Linked DNA regions of Siniperca chuatsi: region 1 is linked to region 2. A link is a contact called in public Hi-C data. All regions are on one chromosome and are shown on one strand. The core of a region is the stretch at or near the end of the contact, and the rest is flanking DNA. Distances in the headings are between cores, read along the strand shown.

What was found. A called contact is a pair of places that touch in the nucleus more often than the background predicts.
Region 1: a contact with region 2 is called in a Hi-C map of liver, with 3 times the contacts expected there. The contact joins the enhancer-like site here to the promoter of rubcn in region 2. A contact is called at or near these places in 2 of 3 Hi-C or Micro-C datasets (liver and skeletal muscle).

Annotation. Positions count from the first base shown.
Region 1 is chrLG6:13,870,355-13,874,929 of ASM2008510v1, forward strand. rnf13 (E3 ubiquitin-protein ligase RNF13) reads right to left here. Exons shown (of 10, transcript XM_044201072.1): 4 at 1,464-1,586. Among protein-coding and RNA genes, the nearest start is that of rnf13, 17 kb to the right of the region's middle. Within about 2 kb of position 3,132, the one cell type or tissue checked has an H3K27ac peak away from gene starts, as active enhancers do. A contact at or near this core is called in liver, where this site is marked.
Region 2 is chrLG6:13,757,016-13,762,202 of ASM2008510v1, forward strand. It overlaps rubcn (run domain Beclin-1-interacting and cysteine-rich domain-containing protein), which reads right to left and starts at 3,823. Exons shown (of 23, transcript XM_044201068.1): 1 at 3,528-3,823; 2 at 2,591-2,703; 3 at 831-984; 4 at 137-220. The coding sequence starts at 869.

The DNA.
Region 1 (4,575 bases), core at 1,882-4,381, 110 kb after region 2:
TCCCCTCATCTCCTCCCCCGTCCGTTCTATTCTTTCTTCTGTTTTACTCTGAATCCTTGAAAAACAGGAGGTTTAAGATACATTTAGTAATCGAGCTACGCATGGTGTTTCCTGTAAGCAAAAAACTGGAAAAAAACACTGAAACATTTTACTTCAGGCACAAATCATCCTTGGGAATCTGCAGAGGGTGCTGCATTAATAATTCAAACAAGTTTGAAAAATATCTAATCACAGGGGATAAGTAATGTGTTCATTACTGAAGTATCTGGCAACAATTCAGGATGTCTGCTGGTCCTGAAAAAAAAGTCTCTATAGTAAATGTCTTGAAATTCTGAAACAAGAAATGTATCTTCAAGTTCTCCAAAGTCCCTAATAATAAACACTTGTGTTTGTGCCTTATATTTTGTTGTCATCTTCAAGATTTCATTCTTACTGGCATTCACTGCAGGAAACTTGCAGAGGTATTAAAAACTGGTGCAGCAATTTCCATTTCTATGCAAATTAACAATTGACGTGTTTCCTTCAAAACGGCCAATGACCCAGCTTAACTCAAAATCCTGGGTTAATTTATAGCAACTGTGTTTGACTTTTTAACTAAGATTAGATGCTTTGTTAGACTGCTTTTCTATTGGCAGGTCAGTTATAGAGACACCATTATTTTTTACTCTTTTCCATTTCTCCTGTTGAACTAGGTGACACTCCCAACACACACCACCCTCTCTGCGCTGCACATGGCCTGATGCCTCACTTGACGAATGGAGATCAGCTCTCTCCATCTTTCAGCTGCTTCACTGACTTATGAGGCAAACACAACTTTTCAACTCCGCAAATCCAGCATTACACACAAAACTGCAGCAGGGGGAGAAGAAGAAAAAAAAGGGATAGATGCTTGTGCAGGAAATTGTGTTTAGGGAAATGGCCGCTTCCTGTTTTCCTGTCCCAACCAGCTGATCTAAGAGCGTCAGTGAAACTAACTCTGAAACACCACCTACCGATATAAACTCAGCGTGAGGCAACATACATCAGTGTACAGTACCTCGCACACACTGTTATAGTTTTGGCAGCTTGCCCTTATAAATTAAGAGCTGCTGAAATAAATGATGTTTTCAATTACTTCTAGGTATTGCTAAGCACTAAAACGGCATTCACAGTTTCCCAAAAAAATAGAGTTTCACTAAAGAAGCAGTGGAAGCCTGTTAGTGAAATACAAGTGAAATTAATAGGGTCATAATTCACTGTACCAACGATGCAGCACATAGTTTTGGTCAGACTGTCAGTTTCCCTGTTTAGCTATCAGAATAAAATGGTTATGTTATGCTTAGATATAAAGTTAAAATAATTATGTTTAGTTTAAAACTAGAGATGGTTGGGGTTGATTAATAGGTGGGGTGTGGTTTAGTCATGTAGGATTTCCATCTCTGACAATAACTACACACACACACACCAACCAATGTAAACACTACCTTGATGTCAAAGTTGCAGTCGAAGCGCTTGATGAGGACGATGAAGGCGCCCGTCAAGTTGTCCCTCGGAGGGGGCTCGATGGGCTGGCACGCATTTTCTGGTCGCGCCCCAATCAGGAAGCCCTGAGGGGATGACATCATCATGGTGAGAGAAATACATGAGTGACTTACATCGAAGTTGAACCAAATGTCATTTCTTGGAAGTCAAACAGAAAATGAGGAGTCAAATGAGGAATCTTTTTCCAAAATAAGATATCTATTATTTATAGAAAGCACTATCTAGCACTAAAAAGAAATCATACAACACAATTGAACTTTATTATGCAACTTGTATAAAGAGCAGACTTTGGTTGACAAACTGAAAACCCTTTTACAAAAATGATCCTCTGTATTCAAACTGTTGTGTTTTTCAGACCAAAAACAGATAAAAAGAAAACGTAATAATGAGTAACTACTATATTGCTGACAAAGTAATGACCTTGTTTCACATTTATTCAGTTTCATTCATCCATGCATCAGAGCTTGTGTCCTCAAATATCAATAAATAAAAAGCTACACTGGAGCAGTTAGGGGTTAACTGTTTTGCTGAAGGGCACTTTAACAGGAATTAATGTGTGCTGATTCAAAGTGACATTAAGGGTCATTAGCTTACTTTATCACACCTCTGAGGTACCACTGGTCATATCAGGATAACATATAACAGGATTTGCTAGTTTTGTCAGTGTTCATTTTGATTTATGTTGATAGTTGATGGACTGTAGGCAAGTCACTAGCTGAAAATCATTTTTTAAAATCACAATACATCACAACAGCTTCATAGCTACATGACAAGTCATCCGCGCTGAAGATCAAGATTCTTTCTGCGTTTCTAAAAACCTTTTCAGAGTAGATCGCAGTCCTTTCCAAGATATGATCACACTGTTTTGTCAGATTTTTATGACCTGCTTAGTGAGCCTGCATACTGTTATAGTGGCTAGACACAGTTACATCCCAGTTTCAGCTCCCTGACCCAAAGTCTGAGCAGCGCCTTCTTTGTTCAACCCCCCTGCTGCTCTCAGATTAACAACATCCATCACAACCACAGATGAAAAACTAACAAGAAAAAAACACAACAAAAAAAACAAGATGCCGAGTGGCAGTTGTGCTGCAGCCCCAGATGTAATACTGGCAAATCAAACATAAATTTAACATGGTAATGCATGCATAATGAATACAGAACTTTCCACTGGAATGAAGAATATTACTGATGCATAAAAATGAAGTGTGTGTGTGTGTGTGTGTGTGTGTGTGTGTGAGAGAGAGAGAGAGAGAGAGAGAGTCCCTGTGCATGCTGGTGTTTTCAGTTGGTCAGGGTCTCAGTTTGCCCTGAAAAACTCTGGCCCTTGTATTTCCCATCTCTCTTTCTCTCTCTGCTGCTTCCTGCCTTAGTCCCATTTCCAACAACAGCTTTTGAAGTGACTGATGAGAGGGAGATAGTGAGAAGAGAGAGAGAGTTAGACAGAGAGGCTGACAGAGTGATAAAGGGACGGAGAACAAAGGCGAAAACAGCAAAAGATACAAATATGGAAGCAAAGGGCATCAGAGACCCACTGAAATGCAGACAAAAGAGGAAAACCAGAAAAAACAGATGGAGAAAGACCAAAATAGAAAGGTGAAGACAAAAAGAGGCAGACAGATGGTGAGAAAAGAGAAGGAGCAAAGAACCAGAGCAGATAAATGGAGAAGAGATGATGAAAGGAAAACACCCAAGAGATGAGGAGTGAGGGACCTGATGTGAGATACATTTCTAAACCTCTGCTGCTCTTATACATACACCACTGTGTGTGTGTGTGTGTGTGTGTGTGTGTGTGTGTGTCAGAGGCAGGGTGGTAGGCAGGAAGTGTGGACTGCTGTGGGACTCTGCCGCCACTTTCAGCTCCCTCTCTCTCTCCTAAAGCCAATGCTTTAAAAAAACCCAGCCCATATATAAAGGAGAGTCAGCACTTTCTCTCTCTCTCTCACACACACACACTGTGAGTGCATCTTGCTGGCTGCCACACTAACATGACTCCAAAACAGCAGCTGAGCCACATATGGAAAATGACCACAGTGACACATTGCATTTACTAACAAGCCGAACCATACCGCACAACAGAAGAGACAAAGTCGCTGACTGAATGCACTGCCTGGTGGTAGTAAAACATTAATAAGATTTGACGCATGAAAGGTCAAATTCAGGGATCATCTGTGAAATCTCACATTGGGGAGGAGGAACATGTGAGGAATCACCCACCGCCCAACACCACCGTCACCTCTGGCTGCCTCCTCCAGTGCAGCTCTGCCTTGCTGCTAAATGACGTCACTGTGCTACTGCCTTACATTCCTCCTCTTGACTTTGAAACCAGTGGCAAGAGCGCCCTCTGTTGGGTAGAAAAAAACATCTAAAGAAACACGTGCCAGAACTGCAGAATGCAGAGGACAGCACGGTGAAAAACAGGAAATGACTGTGGAAGGAGTGGAAATCCTGAAAATGTAGACTGAAAGGAGACGTAGATAAAATGCTGTCTGCGCACGGATATCACTTTAAAACACCAAAAGACTCATCTAATACCACCATAAACTGATTATATAATCCCACTGCTCTGTCAAACTTCAAGCTGGGTGACATAGGGCTTTTTTGTGTAACAATATTAATATTAATATTTTTTTTCATCTTGTGTTACCTTTACTCTGAATATGAGGTTCTGTTGTCCGCATGTGCCAGGATGAATTTATGCCCCTATGTAACCCGTGAGTATGATCTAAACCCAACATCACTAGGACAAATTCCTGTGCATGCATTGTACTTGGGAAATAAAGACACAGTGGAGGAAAAAGACTATAAACCTATAAACCAGCTCCCAGAGAATGCCTGTGTTGTAACGATACCAAACTGAATTCCCCGTTATTGCATTAGTCTTGAGCCAAGGTGTCAAAGTTTAGGAAAACACCAAATGAGGACAAATTATTCATCAAGCATGTGATGCTGAAGTAGTTTAGTTCACATATGATCAGTCGTGACACATTTGCGCAATTAAATAGTGGCGAGTGACAGAGAGAAGGGGAAAGACTGTGGTGAGAAACATGACATTTA
Region 2 (5,187 bases), core at 2,573-5,072:
ATGTATGAAAAACATACATAGCCTAGACCATTATAGCAATGTTTAGGCATGTGTTCACATAAACGTGCCTCCCATTACAAATTTTAGAGATTGGTGTGGTGATTTACACCCTGCATGTGGCTGGCAGTGACCATACCTGCTCAATGTGCGAGGCAAGGTGGGGGCTGATGTAGCGAACACACCACACAAACGGCCAGTAGTCTCTCTGCTTGTAGTACACCTGCAACATAAAACCAGCTGTTAGCATGACCCAGTGACCCCTTTCCTCCTGTATTTTAGGAAGTCAACCAATAACGACTGGTAATACCTGCCTGATAATGTAAATACTCGCCAAAATTTAAGAAAAATAACCCTCTACATTGGTAAAGCCTGTGATATAGCCTGTTACACCCATTCCTGACAACCTGTGGGTAAATGAGAAACTTTACCATTATATACTCTCTGATTATGAGAACGGTTACATTTATTGGTTTAACTGAAAAACATATGTTTTAATTACTTCTATATCTAGGTTGTCAATTTTGTCTTAGTTTCTACGGCTGCAATCAGATTCACTTCAGTTCAACAATATTGCCCTGCACTTCCCACCAAAGCAAAATTTGTTCTCACAGGTGTAACATGGGTAATCTAGAAATATTGAGCCGACCAATACTGCAGTTTGTTGTCAAATAGTGTTCAACGTTTTAACAAATGCTTTAACTTTGACCAGCAAATCTGTCAGAGCTGGTTGGAGGTCACACAGAAAGTGATCAGTAATCTGTTTACAAACAAAAAACAAACAAATAAATATAAACAGAGAGGGATATCAGTCAGGTCTCTTGAGTTCTGACCTGCTCATTCTTCAGTCCATGGCTCATGATGTTGTTCATGTCCTTGTGGAGCCGCTGCAGGCCGCCGTAACGTGACCACACGTTGGGGTTGTTCGTGGACAAAAGACCCTCCACCGTGGTCTTCAGGCTGGACAGCAGCTTCCAGTGCTCCCTCCTGTAGGGAAAACAGGGCAGCAGGAAAGAGTGAGGCAAGGTGAGGGAGGAAGTTTAGGAATGAGGAAGGAGGTAAAGCAATGCTGGTGTTAGCAGTGTTGTGGCTTAAATCATTACTCACACTTTTCCCGAAATAAAAAATCAAGTCTTCAGCATTTTAGTTACGATAACCTTGACTCTGAACTCAGTGACTAACAGGGAGTGCTGACCATCATTTAATTTGTTAGCAGTATCACCTCATCCTGGCCTAAAGAAACAGATACATAAATAGACACTGCCCCACTCCCTCCCCATAAAACAAAATGTTAACAAGAGTCCACGTCTTTAGTGCCTGTTAGCAAAGCACAAGCAGAACTTTTTGACCTATAAGGGACATTTCTGATGCATAACCATTACCCCATATTATCCTTACTAATTCTGCTTAAAGAAGAGCACTGAGCTCCAATGTGTGCGCATTAGAAGCTTTAAAGTTGTAATTTTCTGCAAGCAAGGACCTTTCTAAAGTCTCAATGTTGATATTCTATATTACAAACCATATCAACAAATAATGGTTGATATGGAGTTCAGGGGGTCAAACCTTATCTTTAGGATACAGCCATGGAAAGCTGCTGCTCCAAAAGTGTCTGATGCAAAACAAAATTATATCAGGCCACATTCCCTAAGAGCCATACAGCACTGGCTCATATCCAGGACTTCCTCTTTTTCCCCTTAAGTCAGCAGTCAAACTGAATGCTATTGAGAACTAGTCACAAAACTGCACCAACAGGATAAAAGATCTGCTGTCAGGTTACTGACCCTTGATGGTGTATTCTTTGAGTATAGGATAATTTAACTGGTATTTAACTTTATCTGCTACTTACATACTATATTTTAACATGTGGTGTGTGCTTAAATGCATTATAAGATAAGAATCGCCCCCATTTTTTCCCTTATTTTATTGGTACGGCTTATTTTACTTAGGTTTACTATATATGCCCAGATTTGTTTTGTTCCGTTTGCTTTGTCACCTGTTCTGCATTGTTGTCTTGTGGTGCATTATGTTGTTTATCTAATGGAAAACTTGAATTACAAAAAAAGAGAAAAGAATCAGCACCTAAACATAACTTAGACCTAAACATGATTTAGATAATGCAGTTATGTAGCCTAACTCACAATCGCTAATTATTTTACTTTCTCTAAAAAAACTCTCAATCGTCATCTCAGACAGAGAAAACAGAAACGTGGATGCAAAGAATGTTGAAAAGTAAAGGCTATGAATAGCACATTTATGAACAAGTCCTTTTTTCATATAAATCAGCAGTGCTGAGCAGCATCACGAGATCAGCTGCCCAGCTAACTAATCAAATCAGGAGGCTGCATGTTAGAGAACATTCTCCACATACTGTAGAGCATGATGCAACAAGAAAGGTGTGTGTGACATGTATTAAGTGTATGTGTGTGTGTGTGTGTGTGTGTGTGTGTGTGTGTGTGTGTGCTGGACATCATGGAGTGAAATTCTACAAGACTCAGCGAGGTTGTTGAGGTTAAGGATTACTTTCTCTCTGTTTCATTAATTTGTGCGTGAGTGCCTGTGTGTGTTCTACAAGAGAAGCCTCAAGCCTTCAAACCTTAAACACGCAAAGAGGATCTCAAAGTTATCATGGTGTATCCTGGTGCCATCTGTCAATTAGTGTACATGGCCGGGTCCAACTTCCCTCATCATCCGTGTACCTATGATGTCCTAACAAGGCAGAAATGTCTTCATTACTGATACAATATTCACTCTACTGATATTATATCAATGAGTATACTGTATGTGCGCTGTTCAGACTGAAAGGTCATTTTAGCGACTCTTGTTACTAACTCGGTAGAAAATTTGTGAACAAATTCTTCCAGTAATCCTGTTGTCAACTAATGCTAATAATGTATGAATTTTGGATGTCCATTGGCAGCCTGTATAAAAAAACAAGCACTTTAGCTTGCTAAATTGCTATTGCTATTTTAAACCCAATTGTGGATTTTTAGTTCCCATTAATAATATGTGAATATCCTGCACAACACAACCAGCGACACCTCGCAGACGTCAACTTGATTTTACAGCTAGCGTTAGCTGTTAGCACAACCTAGCTATGAAATGGCTAACAGTTAGCACTCTTAACGTTATCTAATACATACCCTAGCGGTTATGTAACAAATATACGAATTGCTTTAATGCAACCAAACTTTCAGTCCGTTGACCTTTATTAGACAGGTTGACAAGCCTCGCAGCTAATGTTCTTAGCTAATGCTGTTTGCTCCAAGTTGTCAAACCTTGACATGTCAGGTTAGCCTAGCCTAATTTTGCCGCTAGCACTCCAGTGTTCTAGCTAGCTAGCTACCTAACTTTATTACAAAGGCTCAGTTTAAGTGAATTGCCGCTCCAAAAAGCATTACTGGTCGTCTTTGTTTAACTAGCGAGTGGGTTCTCAGTGATACAGTTTGAAATCTTGTTGTTTAAGTTATATAACCACAGTCACTCTTTGCACAGCTAGCCGAGACGGGTAACCAGCCCAGGATGTCACTCACCTGCGCTCCTCCGCCTCTCCCTCCGCCGATATCTCCATGTCATCCGGGCGGAATCGAGTACCGTACAAAGCTGCCAGCTTTCCCGATAACTCCCTCTGTCTTATTTAGTACAACGAAGATTTACCCCAGTACTAGTAGGGCAGGTTGAAATAGTTACCCGGACTTCCAGTCTTCCGCCATCTCTGCCCTGCCTGTCCGAGCTGTGAATCAAAACAGTGGAGGCCGCATGATCTCCTTCTCTCATCAGCAAGTGGGCGGTGGCGGAGATGGCGGTGGTGGTGTTATTTCTTCTTCTTCTTCTTTGAGGGTTAACGGAAGCTGGCATCCTTAGTTCTGCATTACTGCCATCTTCTGGAGTTAGTTAACTCCTACACTTCCACCATACTCCAGTGTGCTCTTTAATCCTGCGCTTGTTAGCCCTAACCTTTTCATTTCTTCCATCATGTCCTTTCTCTCTGATATATATATATATATATATATATATATATATATATATATATATATATATATATATATATATATATATATATATATATATATATATATATATATATATATATATATATATATATATATATACACAACTCAACAGTATACACACACATATTTTGTTTAATACATTCCTTATAACTATAAAACTCACTCACTCCTGCCTTAATTTGAAGTAATTCCAAATCTACCAACAGAGTTTCTAGTAACCACACAGGGATTATAGACCATATCACAGCTGGACAAAACTCAATTTCATATACTTCCAAGTCTCTGCATCTCCTGACCAGCCACATTTTGGTATTCTCTCCCTTTCCCCAGCTGGCCTGTAGCACTTCTTTGGTTGGGTGACCTTTTCCATGACCTCTCTAATTCATCCAGTAGTTGACTAGGAGCTGTTTTCTGCTGAAGCACAGTGGCATTTCTCCTGTCTCAACTTGTAGGGCACACGTTCTGTGACGTGCGTACGGCTCCTATACATAATCTAAGAGCCCAGGACTGGGTCACATCTAATCCTCCAAGTACAGATTTTTATACAGATCCATAAACTACAATCCCATAATCTAACCTAACTAAAATTATTTCCATATAGTTTCAAATGAGTATTTTCTCTAATCTTCTTTCTTGTGAAGAACATTACTTTTGTTTTTTCAGCTGAAAACTTCAATCCCCATTTCTTCTCCAACATTTTCAACTTAATATATTCCTTTTTGCAATTCTTTTTTTATTACATGACCCAAATTTCCCTCTCTTTTCCACAAAGCCCCTTCATCTGCAAATATCCATCTTCCCATATCTAATGATACATTTTCAGAAATGTATCACACTCCCCTGAGGTCTCCCATTTTCTACCTCATACTTGTTGGAAATTTTAGATCCTACTTTTACCTGGATAGTTCACTTGTTCAAAAAGTCCATTATCCAATTAAAATCTTTTCCTCCAATTTCTACTAAATGTAACTTAATCAGAAGCCCCTCCTTCCATAGCATATCATACGATTTTATTTCTACATCAAAGAACACTGCAGTGCTGAGTTTCCCCTCAGGGATCAATAATAAAGTATTTCTGATTCTGATTTCCTTACTTCGTCCTCTGGATCCAAAGTACCCCTCCCTTTCCTAAATCCACTCTGTAATTATATCCTGTTTCTCTAAATAATACATTAGTCTT